2 separate regions of the Mus musculus genome follow, and region 1 is linked to region 2. The links are chromatin contacts, called in public promoter capture Hi-C maps. All regions are on one chromosome and are shown on one strand. Each heading gives the region's core, a stretch centred on a gene start, on an enhancer-like site or on the middle of the called end of the contact. The rest is flanking DNA. Distances are from core to core; before and after follow the strand shown. Region 1 overlaps Foxo3 (forkhead box O3). Region 2 holds the start of 1700016J18Rik (a long non-coding RNA gene).

Region 1 (4,507 bases), core at 1,222-3,721, 210 kb after region 2:
ACATGGGGCAGAATCCCGGTAGCTTTTTAACATATACCCAACAGCTTTGTATTATGCTTCAATGTCTTAAGGAAGCTCAAAATATGCTTACACATGAAGTAAGCCCACTCTTTCCAAGCTAACCACATTTTTAGGGGAGTAGATTGAAACTGTCAGCGAGCTCATACAATAGCACCCTGCTTGGGAGACTTGGGAGAGGTGCTCAGACCACCACAGCCTGGCGCTGGGAGGCAGCAGTGCTCCTTTAGAAAGAATAAGTTTTCTTTCGTTTTCTTTCTTTTGTTTTTTTTTTTTTAAGATTTATTTATTATATGTAAGTACACTGTAGCTGTCTTCAGACACACCAGAAGAGGCATCAGATCTCATTACAGATGGTTGTGAGCCACCATGTGGTTGCTGGGATTTGAACTCAGGACCTTCAGAAGAGCCGTCAGTGCTCTTAACCACTGAGCCATCCCTCCAACCCGAAAAAGTCATTTTCAAAGACACAACATTAGCTTCTGAGCCAGTTCACTGAACAAATGATAAAATCATTTGAAATGTTTTCTGTCCTATATGTATTTTTCACAAGAATGAACCATTTTACATAATGTCAGATGGGCAGTCAGCAGTGACGCCATCAGAGCCACTGTTAAAGAACCCTGTGCTGTTTCTTCTGCAGAGATCTGGCAGGGAGGTCAGCAACTGGACCAGGCCCCACAGGCAAGGACAGCAAAGAAGAAACTGCAGGACAAAGGGGTCTGGAAGGCTCTTCTGGCACATCACGCGCTTCACAGGGTGATTACCCGAATTCCTCTTAAAGGTGCTTAAAGACAAGCGCTACTTTATTCTTTTAAAAGCCCGAGGAAACCACACAAAGGGAATGGCTTCTTACATCTCATACCTTCTACTGGGCGGATGAGGAAAATATTTCCTTTAAAGGATTATAGGATAAGCTTTACAAATGTAGAAAAATCACAGACTAAGGCCATCCTATCTCATGCCCTTCTTCTGCCTCTTCCTCCCCTATAGACTACAGAGAAAACAAATCCTGAAACTGCTCAGGCTTTGTGGGGTTGGACGTTGTGGGCCAGAAGTGACAAACCCTTTAAGGTCCTAAGGAAAGTAATAGTCTACCCTAGCTAGCCAGCCAGAACAGGACAGGGTACTGTCTACCCAGTCCGAATGGATGGATGTATCTGCATCCCGCCCCCAGCCTTCCGAAAAGCAGGTATTTAGAAACTATTGAAGGCTCATGACAAGAAACTAGGATCCAGAATTGCTTTAAGAAGTTGCACTATTTTTATAATTTTAGTAAGAATGTCATTAAAAGGTCTAAGCCAGACACGGCAGTGCGGACCTGTAATTCTAGCACGCGGGTGACAGCGGCAGGAAGATGAAAATTTGAGGATCTACCTGATGAGATCCTGTAATCAATCAACCAAGCGACCAACCAGTCAACAGGAGCGCATGCATGTCCATTTAAAAGCAAAAAAACCCTCTCCAATGAAATCATATACGATCACACAAATCAAGACTGCTTTCTGCACTCTAGTAACTTACCAAGCGGTTTTGGGTAATGATTCCTTGAGAAAGAATACAATGATTTTGGTGGCAAGGGGAGAAAAAAAAAGAAAGCAAGGGTTTAGTACGATATGATATAAAGCAGTTGATTGTGTTGGTAAAATGTAAGATCTCTTAGGGTACCCTGGAAGGACTACGCGGCCTCCCAGAAGTCTCAGAGGGGCCTCTGACACATCAGTGCTGGTAAGGACGAATTTATATAGCTAAGCAAACATATCTGAGTCCAAACTCCCACAGAGCTTTATGGGTAAGAAAGTCTTTTCACTGGTTTATTAACTAAATTCCTCTCAGAGGTACTGAAAGACAAATGCTACTTTAATCATGAAGCCGAACGGACACCATTAGAAAGTGAACACCTCGCTCATGTAGTGCCTTCTGCCACAAAGAAGGGCACTGAAAGATTATGAAGCAATAATCCTAAAAGAGAAGTTCTGCTCTGAAGGAATATTACCTAAGTACGGCTTCCGCTTCCTCCCAACCCTTCCGAAAAGCAGACACTGTCTGCTTCTCTCATCGTCTTTGACGTATGAATCCAATGAAGCACAACGGCTGCCTGCCTGTGACAGCTACAAGAGAAGCCAAGAAATCTCCTGAAACTGACACCCAAACTAACACCTACCGAACCTCCCCATGGCTGGCCTCAGACCCACAGGAAGAGGGTACCCGAGAACTATACAGCCTTTTTCTTAACTGTTCACAACCTCCACTCAATCTGTCATTCGGATTTTACCAGTGAGAGACGGAGGCAGATAGAAAATTATAGAACACGTTCCAGGTCCTGGTCAAGGACGCCAAGCTCGCACTGCACTCTGGTCAAAGTCCAGAACCCCAACTCGTCACCACCACCTGCCCTGAAGCAAAAGGCCTGGTCCAAAGGCCAGCAGCTGGCACAGGGGCACTGAGACCCAAGGCCCTCCCACAAATCACCCCAGGGCGGTGCTGCCCCTTCCTCCCTGACCCCAGTGTGGGCTGTCAGCTTGGAGTGCTGATGAAGTCTCTTACAAGCTTCACCTTGTGCTCTGAATGCAGTAAACCAACTTGAAGGAGAGGTGTGGCCAAACTCAAAGGCAAGACACTGTCTGTCTGTTCCCGGTCCCTCACCCGAACCTCTAGCGACCTGACATCCATGAACTACCTGGTGTCTGCCCTTGCTTGTTCTGCCCAGGCCACCAGCCCATACCAGAGCAGAGACACAAGAGAGCCCTGACCAGTGTGGACATGCCAGTGTGGGGGTGTGAAGTCAGGAAGTTCCAGATTCTTTGCTCTTCATCTCCAGACCACCAGCCAGCACTCAAGGCAATGAGCCCAAGGCACACCTCGCTCCCTCCGCTGCCCCGTGTCCACAGGCTAGAAGGCCTCCCTGCTCTTGGCTCAGGAAGCACCTGAGAAGCAAGTCAACTGTCATGGCGGAATGCATGAGCGTCACAACCACCCCTGCCTGCCAAACAAGAAATGAACTCTCGCTGACTCTCCCGGACTGTCTACCTTCCAGCTTACGCTCACTGCACGGCCCTATCCTGTCACGTGACATGCATCTGCACACCCTTGCTCGTGTCATATGAAGAAGCAAGTCCTACCCCTTGAAGCTCATCCACCTTCTCACCTAAAAGTCCTGTCCTAGTCAAGGTGACCGAGGCTGCGGTGAACACGTGACCAAAAGCAGTTCGGAGAGGAAAGGGTTTATGATGTGGCCTATACTTCCACATCACTGTTCACCACAGAAGGAAGTCGGGGCAGGAACCCGGAGGCAGGAGCTGATGCAGAGGCTGCGAAGAGGTGCCGCTTACTGGTTTGCTCTCCAAGACTTCAGGGATACACACTTGGACTTTACTCACCAAGTCAGTGAGATAATTTCCCCCCTAAAGCATCCTCAAAACATTAGCAGATCCACGGAGAATGGGTCTCCATCACTGGGTTCATGGGGACGTGGAACTCCCCTACTAGCTGCACAGGGAACAGATCTCCACTGCTGTTCATGGGGAGCACAGATCTCCACAGCTGTTCGTGGGGAGCACAGATCTCCACTACTGTTCGTGGGGAGCACAGATCTTCACTGCTAGGTTCGTGGGGAGCACAGATCTCCACTGCTGGGTTCGTGGGGAGCACAGATCTCCACTGCTGGGTTCGTGGGGAGCACAGGTCTCCACTGCTGTTCATGGGGAGCACAGATCTTCACTGCCGGGTTCGTGGGGAGCACAGATCTTCACTGCTGGGTTTATGAGGAGCACAGGTCTCCACTGCTGAGTTCATGGGGAGCACAGATCTTCACTGCTAGGTTCGTGGGGAGCACAGATCTTCACTGCTGGGTTCGTGGGGAGCACGGAACGCCAATGCTCACACTACATTATGAAGTTCACATCAGTCTGAAAATAATCCAGATGCCAAAATCTCTGTGGCAGCAATCACTGCATCCTGCCCAACAAATTTAGCTATTTTCCCCCAAGGATCTTGTTTTTTTCTATCACTTCTAAATCTAGCTAACAGAGAACAAAACCTTCCTGGTTCTTTATTTTTTTACACGGGGGGGGGAAGAACTTCTTGTGTTAATAGAGGAAACAATCAAAGAGAACCCCCGAATCAAGCAAAGGAGGAAGACACCTGCTGTAAAGCCCAGGTGTGAACGTAGTGGATCGCTCCCTGCCCCCCTCCCCCATCCATCCAATAGTTGTGACTGTCTTACTCCTTGGGTGAACAGACAGACATACGTGGCATGTACTTTGCTACAACTTTAGCATCATTTTCCACAAAGATCATGGGCACTTTTTTTGGTTTTTTGTTTTTGTTTTGTCTCCCTGAAAGGAAGAGTGTGATTTCAGTACAGTAGAAGCACCACAAAAACAAATGGCTAAGAACAGAAAGTATGACAAAGCCCACTGCAGGGAAAAAGCAAGCTTTTCCAGTGCTGAAGGAGCCAGGTCGATGGCCCCAGAGGAACCATGCCAGA
Region 2 (4,359 bases), core at 851-3,350:
ACTGGCCTCTGTCTTAACTCTGTCCACAGTGTTAGAACTAACTGCTCACACTGCCAGTGCTATTTCCTACCCTCGGACTCTGAATCCCAGCCCTCCATAGGGGCACAACCGAAGGCTAAATACACCTGAGCTGAGAAATTCCCGGATGAAGGCTATGTGGTGTCTTTAATTGGAGATATGTGCTGTAGTCGATTATAAAGGTACATTGCAGTTTATTTCTGACAGCATCTGATCTGTGAAGCCCTGTGGCAACAGGAATTCAAATATAGCCGCCTCTCCCTTCCCTGTTGCTCAAACGTGTGGGACTGGACAAATGACTCCGGAGAGACAGTGACATCAAGGGTGACGGGCACCAAGAACAGAGGGGACAGTCAGAGACAACACAGAATGGACAGATCCACAGGGGTCAGAGGGAGGCCAGGAGCCCTTTCAGAAGAAACCAGAAGAGTTGTGAACTCTGGAAAGAAGAGGGAGGCTAAGTTGTCGCTTGCATCTCACTGTTTGGTCTGTGGTATCAGATGCGACCACTACAGGATGAACATCATCTGCAGGACGATGGGGAACACCCAAACGGGTTTGTTGTTGCTGTTTTAATGTGTATGGGTGTTTTGCCTGTGGATATGTCAATGCACCACAAGCATGCAGTGCCTGCCAAGGCCAGAAGACAATACTGCATTCGCTGGGACTGGACTTGTGAGCCACTGTGTAGGTTCTGGGAATCAAACCCTGGTCCTCTAGAAGAGCAGCCAGTGGTCCTAACCACTGAGTCATCTCTCCAGACCCACGTGTTATTTGCATGTGTTACTTTCTTCTTCTGGCCTCAGAGGGCATTACAGGCACACTGTACACACACATACACACAGGCAAACATTCATACACATAAAACAAGAATAAATATATCTTTAAAAACCCCTATCTCTACTGTTTGCTACCAACAGCCACCAGAGCCACCTCCTTCATGTTAAAGACAACATTGCCCATCAACATTGCCGACATAGGGTTTGCTGGTGCACCCTCTTTCCCCAGCAAATCAAACACTCAGGGCTCTTTCCATGACTGAATTACTTTGGCATTAAATGAGCATCCAAACAGGTGCAAGAAAAGTGCTTAGATGTCAGAGCAAGTGTTAAGTCCCCCGAGGATCTGCAGCTCTGTGACCTTGAAGGGCATTAGACATCTCTATACCCGAGTTCTCTTCTGTTAAAAAAGCATGGATAATGACCAACTCTCAGGGCAGCTTTCAGCATTGCATGAAATGTCCAAATGCTTTAGCACGATGCTAGCTAGCTCTTACAATACTAAGAAGTACTGTCCAAGTGCTGGCTGGTCAAGAAAGATCTTCCTAGAATGAAAATACTCACCAACAAGAGAAGTCACAAAAGAGACTATCTGTCCAATGTTTTCATGCATATCATAAATTTAAATTTTCAACTAGAGAATACCATCCTTGATTTAAAAACAAAATAAAAACAAACAAACAAAAAAACCCAGCGTTTTTATCTGAATGTCAGTTATCCCAAATCTATGCAAACTGCTAGTCAAAACCTTAGGGATTTACAAAAATGGGATACATATAGTGTGACTTATTTTCTACCAAACGAAAAGAATATGATGTCGGGATGGAAGAACCTGCGGTAATACTTGTGGCATGGGTTGTAAGGGGCATTCTGTATACATACGGTGTAATTAATATTGTTCCACATACACTTTATTGAGGAGTCATTTGTTACCTAGGAAAATCCTAGTTTGTTCTTGTGGCCTGCCTCCACAGAGTCCCTTAGTCTATCACTCTCTCATTCAACCAGTGTTACTGGTTACTCCTGTTAAATACCAGGCAACTGACTAAATGCTCACAGTTACAGAAGCTGACTCCTGTGCAGACCCCGAGAGTATGCAGCAGCACCCCTCGACCCTATCTGGGAACAGAAGAGAGACTGCAGGAGGGGTCCCTGGTGAACCTGCAGGGGACTCCTCACCTCCCGCACGCACAGCTGCTCTCCCACTCCCGGAAAAGCCCGCTCCTTCACCGGTCCAGGTTAGGGCCGAGCGCCTCAGCATCCTCACCTCGCCCTCCCGCCCTCCCGCGCACCGCCTTTGCCCTGCTGGCTAGCATCTCCATGGTAACCGTACACAAACCACCTTTCGCTGCAGGCCGAGCGGTCAGCCTACAGATCCAGGACGCCGCAGAGCGAAGCGGGATGCGCTGGAGTAGGTGCTGGTTGGGGAATCCGGGCTCGACTCAAAACACCTGTGACAAGCGCTAGACACTTAGACCCCGGCGGAGTGTGACGGCCTTCCCGCTCTCGCAGGGCAGCAGGGACCAGGAGGAGGGGCGGGGCGGGGCGGGGCGGGGCGGGGCGGCCCTGCTCCACTCTCCGCCACTGAGCCTGCGCCAATCCCTCTAGCCACGCACGCGTAGCAGCGTCGAGGCGTGGCGAGGGCCCGTGCGGGAGCGCGGGCAGGAGCATACCCACAGGGGAAAGGCAAGAATGGGTGGAGGGGAGTCTTCTTTTACATTAGCAATATGTTCAACCATGTTTGTTTCTCCCCGTAGGATCTCCAAGACTGTTAAACAACTGGCAGAGGAACAATGTAGTGTTTTGGGAAAGAGTCGGTTATTGATTATAGACGTCAACGTCCACCTGGAACGGTTCCTTAGCATCTCATCTCTTATGCTTCAGGCAGAGAGTGCTATCCCTGTGTGTGAATAGCTGAATCGTGGGCCGTAGCAAAATAAATGTGAAGAGCTGTGAATGTAGCAGTGAATGTTAACCTGTTGGATATCATTAACTCCTTGCATTTGGGCAGCACTCAACCGTTTGTAGAGCGAGCTCACAACAGAGCAACTAGGGACCCAAGGTGAGATCAGGAAGGAGCGATTTAAGTCTTGGGTTGCTATGGCTAGTCGCTGTGTGTTCTTACTGAATCACTACAACCCAACAGGGGAAGAAAAAAAAAAGAGTCCTGTGTATATGTTTCTAATTCAAACTCTGTTTGCGTCTACACTGGATCATTGGGTAACACTTGTGAAATACAAGCGAGGCATAAGCTCTAAATTTACACTACGGTATATAAACATAGGGATTATCAGCAAGTGTTGTCAACACTGGGAAAATGCCGTATTCCATGGTGCCAAGGGTCTTGTAAAGAATAACTAAATTGTATCTATTTTGCACAGTTAATACCTTTGATGAGAAATGACACCTGGAACACTGAGTAAAGGTTTTCCAAGTGCTTAACAAGATTTCCCACATCACAGACAAAGAAAACTCAATCATTGATGAAGTTTAGGATCCCAAACTAAATATTATTTTTCACTGGGAACAGGATCTATCCTATGAAGTCCCATTTGTGTGTCACCAGACTCAACTGTGCAAAAGGACATTGCCTGTTGTATAGAAAGCATAACTAGCATTTTGATCTCATAGTTTGTGAGATATGATAAAATACAAGTCCATTTGGGTCTCTTGGTGGCTGTTTATAAATACAGGTGTCTATCTGACCCTTCATGGAGAGTCAGACTTCTCCAAATGTTTTGTTATTAAATGACTGGTAATCTGATATTAACTCAACCTCAACATCTTTCTGAATGATGGTGGGTGAAAAATGAGTATATCGATAGCCAATAGAAATTCAGCTTTACATCTTCTTCTCACCCCAGATTTGCGGTCCACAGTGAGCCTTCCCAAACGTTGCAGTAGCTGGCTTCTAAGTCTAAAAGTCTCATCTCCACTGAAACATGAGCTTACAAACCTGTAAAACAGACATGGCTTGGACCTATAATCCCAGCATGTGAGAAACTTAGACAGGAGGATTACCTTAAGTTCCAAACTAGCCTGAGCTGCACAGTGAGACCCTGTCTCAGAAGACAAAACAAGACATCAAAACCAAATCTGTTTGTTTGTTTGTTTTTTTACCAACAATTGTTATCTATGGTCTTGTGTCTAAAATGTTCATCTAAACTAGACCTTGTAAGCAAACCATTGAAATATGAAGCCAGTCAACCCAGCAGGCCAGATGTCAGCCAAGCAGGCTAGAAGAACCGAAAAGAATGACAGAGACAGAGTTATAGGAAATAATTACTTGAAGAGATAAATGGCATATACCTTAGTTTACTGTAGAACAGTCTATGGGAAAATATTTAGGCTACTTACTACACAGAGGCCTATGTGGCTGATTTGGATGTTCCTCCAAAATTCTACACAGATGGGATTTTGTAAAGAAGGGATGACTAAACTGTGTTTCATAGACCTTAGGGGAAAATGATTAGTTATAAATATAATATACTTATAGAGTTTTATTTGTAGTTTCCAAATTGATTTCATTTGGAACATCTCCTTCTGTTGTCTTCTTTGGAGT

Evidence for each region. Promoter capture Hi-C pulls out the DNA fragments that hold promoters and counts their contacts.
Region 1: a contact with region 2 is called in a promoter capture Hi-C map of liver, with 4 times the contacts expected there. The contact joins the enhancer-like site here to the promoter of 1700016J18Rik in region 2. A contact is called at or near these places in 16 of 39 promoter capture datasets (the 3T3-L1 cell line, 3T3-L1-derived adipocytes, the C10 cell line and 10 more), 1 of 484 Hi-C or Micro-C datasets (bone marrow-derived macrophages), 5 of 115 datasets of contacts at active chromatin or transcription factors (bone marrow-derived macrophages, embryonic forebrain, embryonic hindbrain and 2 more) and 2 of 9 other capture datasets (adipose tissue and embryonic stem cells).

What each region holds. Positions count from the first base shown.
Region 1 is chr10:42,223,295-42,227,801 of GRCm38.p6, forward strand. The region is part of intron 2 of Foxo3 (forkhead box O3); the gene reads right to left. Among named protein-coding and RNA genes, the nearest start is that of Gm38485, 49 kb to the right of the region's middle. Within about 2 kb of position 2,472, at least 39 of the 459 cell types and tissues checked have an H3K27ac peak or open chromatin away from gene starts, as enhancers often do. A contact at or near this core is called in bone marrow-derived macrophages, hematopoietic stem and progenitor cells, liver and 1 more, where this site is marked.
Region 2 is chr10:42,016,054-42,020,412 of GRCm38.p6, forward strand. It overlaps 1700016J18Rik (a long non-coding RNA gene), which reads left to right and starts at 2,101. Exons shown (of 3, transcript XR_871596.3): 1 at 2,101-2,208; 2 at 2,555-2,859. It overlaps Armc2 (armadillo repeat containing 2), which reads right to left and starts at 2,329. Exons shown (of 18, transcript NM_001034858.3): 1 at 2,140-2,329.